Regions from separate parts of the Oryctolagus cuniculus genome. Here region 1 is linked to region 2. The links are chromatin contacts, called in public Micro-C maps. All regions are on one chromosome and are shown on one strand. Each heading gives the region's core, a stretch centred on a gene start, on an enhancer-like site or on the middle of the called end of the contact. The rest is flanking DNA. Distances are from core to core; before and after follow the strand shown. Region 1 holds the start of TIMP3 (TIMP metallopeptidase inhibitor 3). Region 2 overlaps SYN3 (synapsin III).

What was found. Hi-C and Micro-C count contacts between places; a contact is called where the count stands out from the background.
Region 1: a Micro-C map of ear pinna shows a contact between it and region 2, with 3 times the contacts expected there. The contact joins the promoter of TIMP3 here to the enhancer-like site in region 2. A contact is called at or near these places in 3 of 6 Hi-C or Micro-C datasets (ear pinna, psoas muscle and an unstated tissue).

The regions. Positions count from the first base shown.
Region 1 is chr11:110,656,679-110,659,680 of mOryCun1.1, reverse strand. It overlaps TIMP3 (TIMP metallopeptidase inhibitor 3), which reads right to left and starts at 1,500. Exons shown (of 5, transcript NM_001195682.1): 1 at 1,380-1,500. The coding sequence starts at 1,500. All of the region lies in intron 5 of SYN3 (synapsin III), which reads left to right.
Region 2 is chr11:110,539,410-110,542,244 of mOryCun1.1, reverse strand. The region is part of intron 5 of SYN3 (synapsin III); the gene reads left to right. Among named protein-coding and RNA genes, the nearest start is that of TIMP3, 120 kb to the left of the region's middle. Within about 2 kb of position 1,549, at least 4 of the 8 cell types and tissues checked have an H3K27ac peak or open chromatin away from gene starts, as enhancers often do. A contact at or near this core is called in ear pinna, where this site is marked.

The DNA of each region.
Region 1 (3,002 bases), core at 251-2,750, 120 kb before region 2:
ACAGCACCACCTCCCAACAAGAACCAGGTGGAAACGCCACCAGCTGCAGCGAGGAATTCGGGTAGGGGCAGCAGCCCCAAGAATCCTTCTGAGCAACCCACAGAAGCAGGGTCCAGCCAGGTTCTCCCAGGGGAAGGAAGGGTGTGCAGCGGCAGGCCCCAGGAAGCCTTGACCAAACAGACCACACAAACACCCCTGGCTGCCAACCCGAACGACCTCCAAGCACCGGGGGCCCCCTCTCCAGCTTCTCCAAGGCTGCGCCTGACTCACCCGCAGTGCCCCTCCCAACCTGGGGCTCCTCCCCGCAACACACGTGTAGGGTCCCTCACCAGTAGAAGATTTGCTTCCCTGTATGACTGCACTTCACACACACACACACACACACACACACACGCAACGCACGCACGCACGCAGCGGGGACACTCGGTTCGCACGCCTGCTGAGCCGCAGAGGAGGGGAGAGACGCGTTCCATCTGCCACTCCACCTCTGGCCATCCCGATCCAAGTGTCCCACACACTCCCAGACAAGTTTTCCCAGGACACCCTCCCTCAAGGTCTTTGGGGAGAAGGAGCTGCACTTCCTGCAGGGTCTAAGCCAGGCTCAAAGTCCAGTTTGGAACTGTTGCCACAATGTGACCCTTGGCATCTTGGTTCTTTTGGTGGCAAATCTGTTCACCAGGTGTCATCTACACACACACACACACACACACACACACACACACACACACAACTCCAGAAAAAAAAAAAAAAACCTTCCTGCGAGTTTTCACAGCTATTTGGTAAGTGAGCCCTCACAGCCACCACGAGCTTGCTATCACCTCCCCCCACCCCCCACCCCGCCAAGCTCTCTCTTCCTTTTTCCACCTATATCCGCCCAAACTTGGCAGCCCCAGAGCCCCAGCTTCCACTGGCTTGGGGAGCCTGCGGCTGGGTTGGGTCCCAGGGGGAAGAAGGGAATCGATAGGAGAGGTGGCAAAAGCAGAACCCTCCAAGTTCCACCTGCAACTTTGGAGTTCTTGCAGGGTGCAGGGTCTGGCACTTGGCTGGCAACTTTAAAAAAAATTAATAGCAAGGACACGCAACAGCCCAGGGGGGGTAAGTTAGCGCGGCCAAGTTTTAGGAACCCTCTCCCTCCTCTTCTCCCCCAGCCCTTCTTCCTTCAATCCCGAGTGGGGAACTTGGCCCAGCTGTCAAACGGACCAGGAGGGACCTCAGACCCTCAGGGCCGGCGAAGGGTGCTGTGTCGGCCACGTCAGAGCTCCCTCCGCCCGAGGACACGGAGCCCCGCCACCCCGCCCCTGCACCCCTGCGCCCAGTGCCTGGGGCGGAGACCGGGAGTCCCGCAGCAGCCCAGGCAGCAGCGCACTCGGAGCGCTTACCGATGTCGGAGTTGCAGAAGGCGTCCTGGGGGTGGCTAGGCGAGCATGTGCACGCCTCGGCGCCCCAGTCCCCCAGTCCCCAGCTGCCCAGGAGCACCACGAGGCCGAGCCACAGAGTCATCGCCGCTGCCGCTGCCGCCGCTGGGACTGCCACTCGCCTCTGCAAACTTGCGGTGCGCGCCGCCGGCGGGGCTGCCGCAGCCCGAGCTCTCCCGCTCAGTCGTGCGGGGCAACTTTGGCCTCCGAGTGCCCAGCGGGACAAGGCGCTGGCGCACAAACTGCGCGGGTAGGCGGACAGGCAGGCGGGCGGGCTCTCCCAGCGAAGGAGCGGGAGCCGAAGGAGCAGGAGGAGCCGGAGTCCGAGAAGCAGAAACTACCGAACGCCCGCGCCTGCCCGCTGCCCACTCTGCGCCGCTGCCCCGGCCGCCGGGAGATATAGCCCGGGCGCCCCGGGAACACCCTCCCCCGGGCGCACGGGGCCGCCCCCTCCGACCAATGGCAGAGCCGCATTACCTCATCGGCCCTCCGAAAAGGGGGCGGGGCCGGGGGCGCGGGCCGGCGGGGCGGGGCCGCCCCCGGACCGTTCAGATCCTTATAGGGAATAATGCTGCTGTGGGCACGCGAGTGGGTGGGCTGGGCGCGCCCCGGACCCGCGCCCGCCGCCGGCTCTCCCAGCGGCGGCCCCGTGCCCACTTTCGCCCGACCCTCGCTCCACGTCCGTCCCACACCACAATCGACCCCGACCCACCCACGCAGGGCAGAGGAGGGGGGCCTGGGTCCTGGCGGACCTGGAGCGCGCCGGCTGGGGCACGTAGCGGGAGCTGTTACCCGCGCGCCTTCTCTGGCGAGAGCAGGGTCTCCGAAAAATACCCAGACCGACGACGCCTCCCTCCCTCATGTTCTGGCTGCGAGGGAGCCAGCTGCCGATTGGAGCTAGCTGGCTGCGATAGCAGTGGCTTCCCCGGGCAGGCTGGGCACAAGGCAGAGTTGTGAATTCATTCAACACAGGCTGTTGCAGGCGCTGGAGTACGCAAGCCCAAGCCCTTGCTCCCGTGGACGTCCTGAACGCACGCGATCTTGTTCTGTGACGCCAGAGCACAGAGCAGGGTCAGGGGTTGGAGAGACCGGGGGGGGGGGGGGGGACGGAAAGAGGAGGGCTGGGGGGGGGGGGCGACCTGGGTGCTGAGGAGTGGGCTAAGGCAGGCTGAGCCCCGCGCAAGCTGCAGGCCAGGGCAGCAGGTATCGAGAGAGGTTTGCGCAACGCCCTGAGCTTGTGTGCCGAACCCTGCCCAGAGCGCACGGGTCTCCCACCTTCAGCCAGGAACTCTGGGGTGCACTCGATCCCAAACTGGACCCCAGCTCTCATGGAAGGCTGCAAATAATTAGTCCAGTTATGATCCCGATCGTTCAACAACAGCTTGATTTCCCTTCGCAATGTTCCAAGGGAGGCGCCATACCTCACCTGGTGGTATCTCCGGGGAATCTTTCTGATAGGAAAAGCAAGCACCCGCGTCATTCATTCTTTCAGCATAAGAAAACCGGCACCAAGAGGTGGAAGGATTTGGCAACCGGCGAGGAAGTCAATCCACCAGGTAGTTTCCACTGACTCCTCTTACTTAGAAG
Region 2 (2,835 bases), core at 300-2,799:
ACATCATACAAGTAACAGCTCGGCAGGACACTCCAGGCACTGTGCTAATGCGACTGTGTTAACTCGTGCCCTCTGAATGACAGCCTTATGAAGAAGGTATTTTTATTAGCCTCATCCTACAGATGAAGGCACTGGAAAGTGGAGTACCTTGGCCAAGACCCAGCAGCTCGTTAAGTGCCATATCTGGGCGTGGAGCCCAGGTCTGGAAGATGGCAGAGCACAGGTTTCGGAACACGAGCTATACCGGGCCTGTGGCTGCTCGGCAGTGAAATCAAAGTAGTCCAAGAGTTTTGGGGGGAAAATGGTAATTCAGCCTGGGCCATCCAAAGGAGGTGCCAAGAAGGCAGCTGTGTGTTCACATCTGTAGCTCAGGAAAGATGAGCAGGCGGGAGTCCTCCGCTAATCAGTAGTTGCCGAAACCTCAAATGTGGCTATGAGTAAGAAGATGAGAGGGCCTGAGCCAGGTCTCTGTGGGGCCTAGACATTTGTGAGCCCGGGGAGGAGAAAGGATGCTGGAGAAGATGCTGGGCAGGCAAAGAGGGGAAAACAGGTACCCACGGGGACCAACGTCATGGGCAGCAAAATAGCCCATTCGATGAGAACTACCAAACAAGGGCATCAGATGTGACAGGGGACCCCACAGGTGGCACACAGAGCAGTCCCCCTAGACTGGTAGGTAAGAGAAAAGGCACCACTGATAGACTTGTGACTGAACTTGCTATAGTGTCGCATCTGGCACAACTCATGGGGGAAAAATTGTCCTTAAACTACACATCCTGCTAAGAAAATGCAGTCGGCTGGTACCACGGCTCACTTGGCTAATCCTCTGCCTGTGGCACTGGCACCCCGGGTTCTAGTCCCGGTTGGGGCGCCGGATCCTGTCCCAGTTGCTCTTCTTCCAGTCCAGCTCTCTGCTGTGGCCCAGGAAGGCAGTGGAGGATGGCCCAAGTGCTTGGGCCCTGCACCCGCATGGGAGACCAGGAGAAGCACCTGGCTTCTGGCTTGGATCAGTGCAGCGCGCCGGCTGCAATGCACCAGCCATAGCGGCCACTTGGGGGGTGAACCAATGGATAAAGGAAGACCTTTCTCTCTGTCTGTCTCTCTCACTGTCTAACTCTGCCTGTCAACAAAATTAATTAATTAATTTAAAAAAAAAAAAGAAAATGAAGTCACCACACCAAGACGCACGATGCAACTTGACTTTGGCAAAGCACTTGCGTTGCCTCCTGGGGGCCTCCTGGGGGCCTCCTGGGGGCCTCCATTTCCTCCTCTGCAAACAGACCCTTGAGCTTTCTCCCAGATCCAAAATCCTTCTCTCCCCCACTCCAGATGCTCAGTGAGGCTGTTGGTGTTGACCCGAAAGGTGCCATGAAAGACAAGGGCGCCCCCGGCTGCTGCAGGTCCCCTCGCGGCCTGTCCCCTCCCTGCCTTGCTTTCTCCCTAGTCCTCCAAGGTGACTGCCCGAGTCGCTGATGAGAAACACATGTCTCTGGGCAGCCTGGTGTTGCACAATGCCGCCAAGGGAAAGGCAAAGAAGGAAGGAAGGAAAGAAAAGCGCTTTGGTATTCTCAGCCTCCACACACAATTCCCCATTGATGTGCTGTGAGTCACGGCGGGCCGCCAGGCCATGGCGGTTTCTGAATCACTTCCTCCGAGAGGGGCTCTCCACTTGTTCCCGGGCAGGCTTTGGCCGCGACTGGAACGCAGGGAGGTTGGGCCCATCTGGGCGGCTCTGACTGGGCTCTGCTCTGTGCTGGAGCTCCAGAGGGGGAGGTAGAGCTGCCAGGATGGTAGGGCGGAGGGCCTGCAGGAAGGCGGCAGAGAAGCAGGTTGAATCCGTTTGTCCCAGAGGGTGGGGCCCTAAGACTCGCGCCTTCCTCCCTCCCGGAAATGAAATACAGACTTACAGGGCATGTTCTCTCCAGCAGGCACCAGACTTGGCCAGATCCCGAGTTTCCATCTCCCCCACCTGGTCGGCCTGGCTGAGGTGGACAAGACTGACATCTTCGGGGTAGAGTTAGACGTCAAGTTCATCCTTTATGGCTCGTAGTAAGAACCTCTGAGCCGCACCTCTCGGCCTCCCACCTTGCAGTTTTCCATCTTTGAGGTCAACGGCGTCAGAGGCCCAAGGTGCCCTCCCCAGGGTGTTGGTACTCAAGGGAGAGTCTGGTTTTAGTTCTGGCTGTGAGTGAGCTCCATTCATGTGGCAGAGAAACGTCAATCCTTACCCGGGGCCCAGATGCTGTATAGGCACTAGGGTTTCCAACAGGAAACTGACCTGGCCCCAGCTGTGTGAAAGGGAATGACAGGGAGATCAGTGATGCAAATTCAGTGTGGCAGGTGCTGTGGTGGAGAGCCCCGCAGGAGAGCATCAGACACAGACCTGGAGACAGGGAGAACCAGGAAAAGGCATCTGGAAGGTCTGTGGGATTGAACAAGGCAACATGTGGTGCCATTTTCCTTTTGCCTGGCCATGATTTCTCGCTCCATACCAACCACCCCTGGCCTCCTGCCTTCAGAAGATCTGTACCTTAACTGGAGCTGAGGCCCACTCTCTGTCCTTGTCAGACACTGAGTGGCCTCACCCCTCCATGCAGACAGTAGGCCCTGCTTCTCAATGACCCCAGCTGGTTGAGAATCTGTTGGAATGCCGCCACCTGGTGGGCACCCTGAGCCAGGTGCACCTGACAACTCCACTGTTCCCGGGGCACTCACCAGAGATACGCTGACCTAGAGGCAATGCCCAAAAAAGAACTGGGTCTGGTGTAGCTACTTACCTGATTGACATTCCAGGTGAAGGACAAATGGACATCCCCCTGTCCACATTCAGCTGGC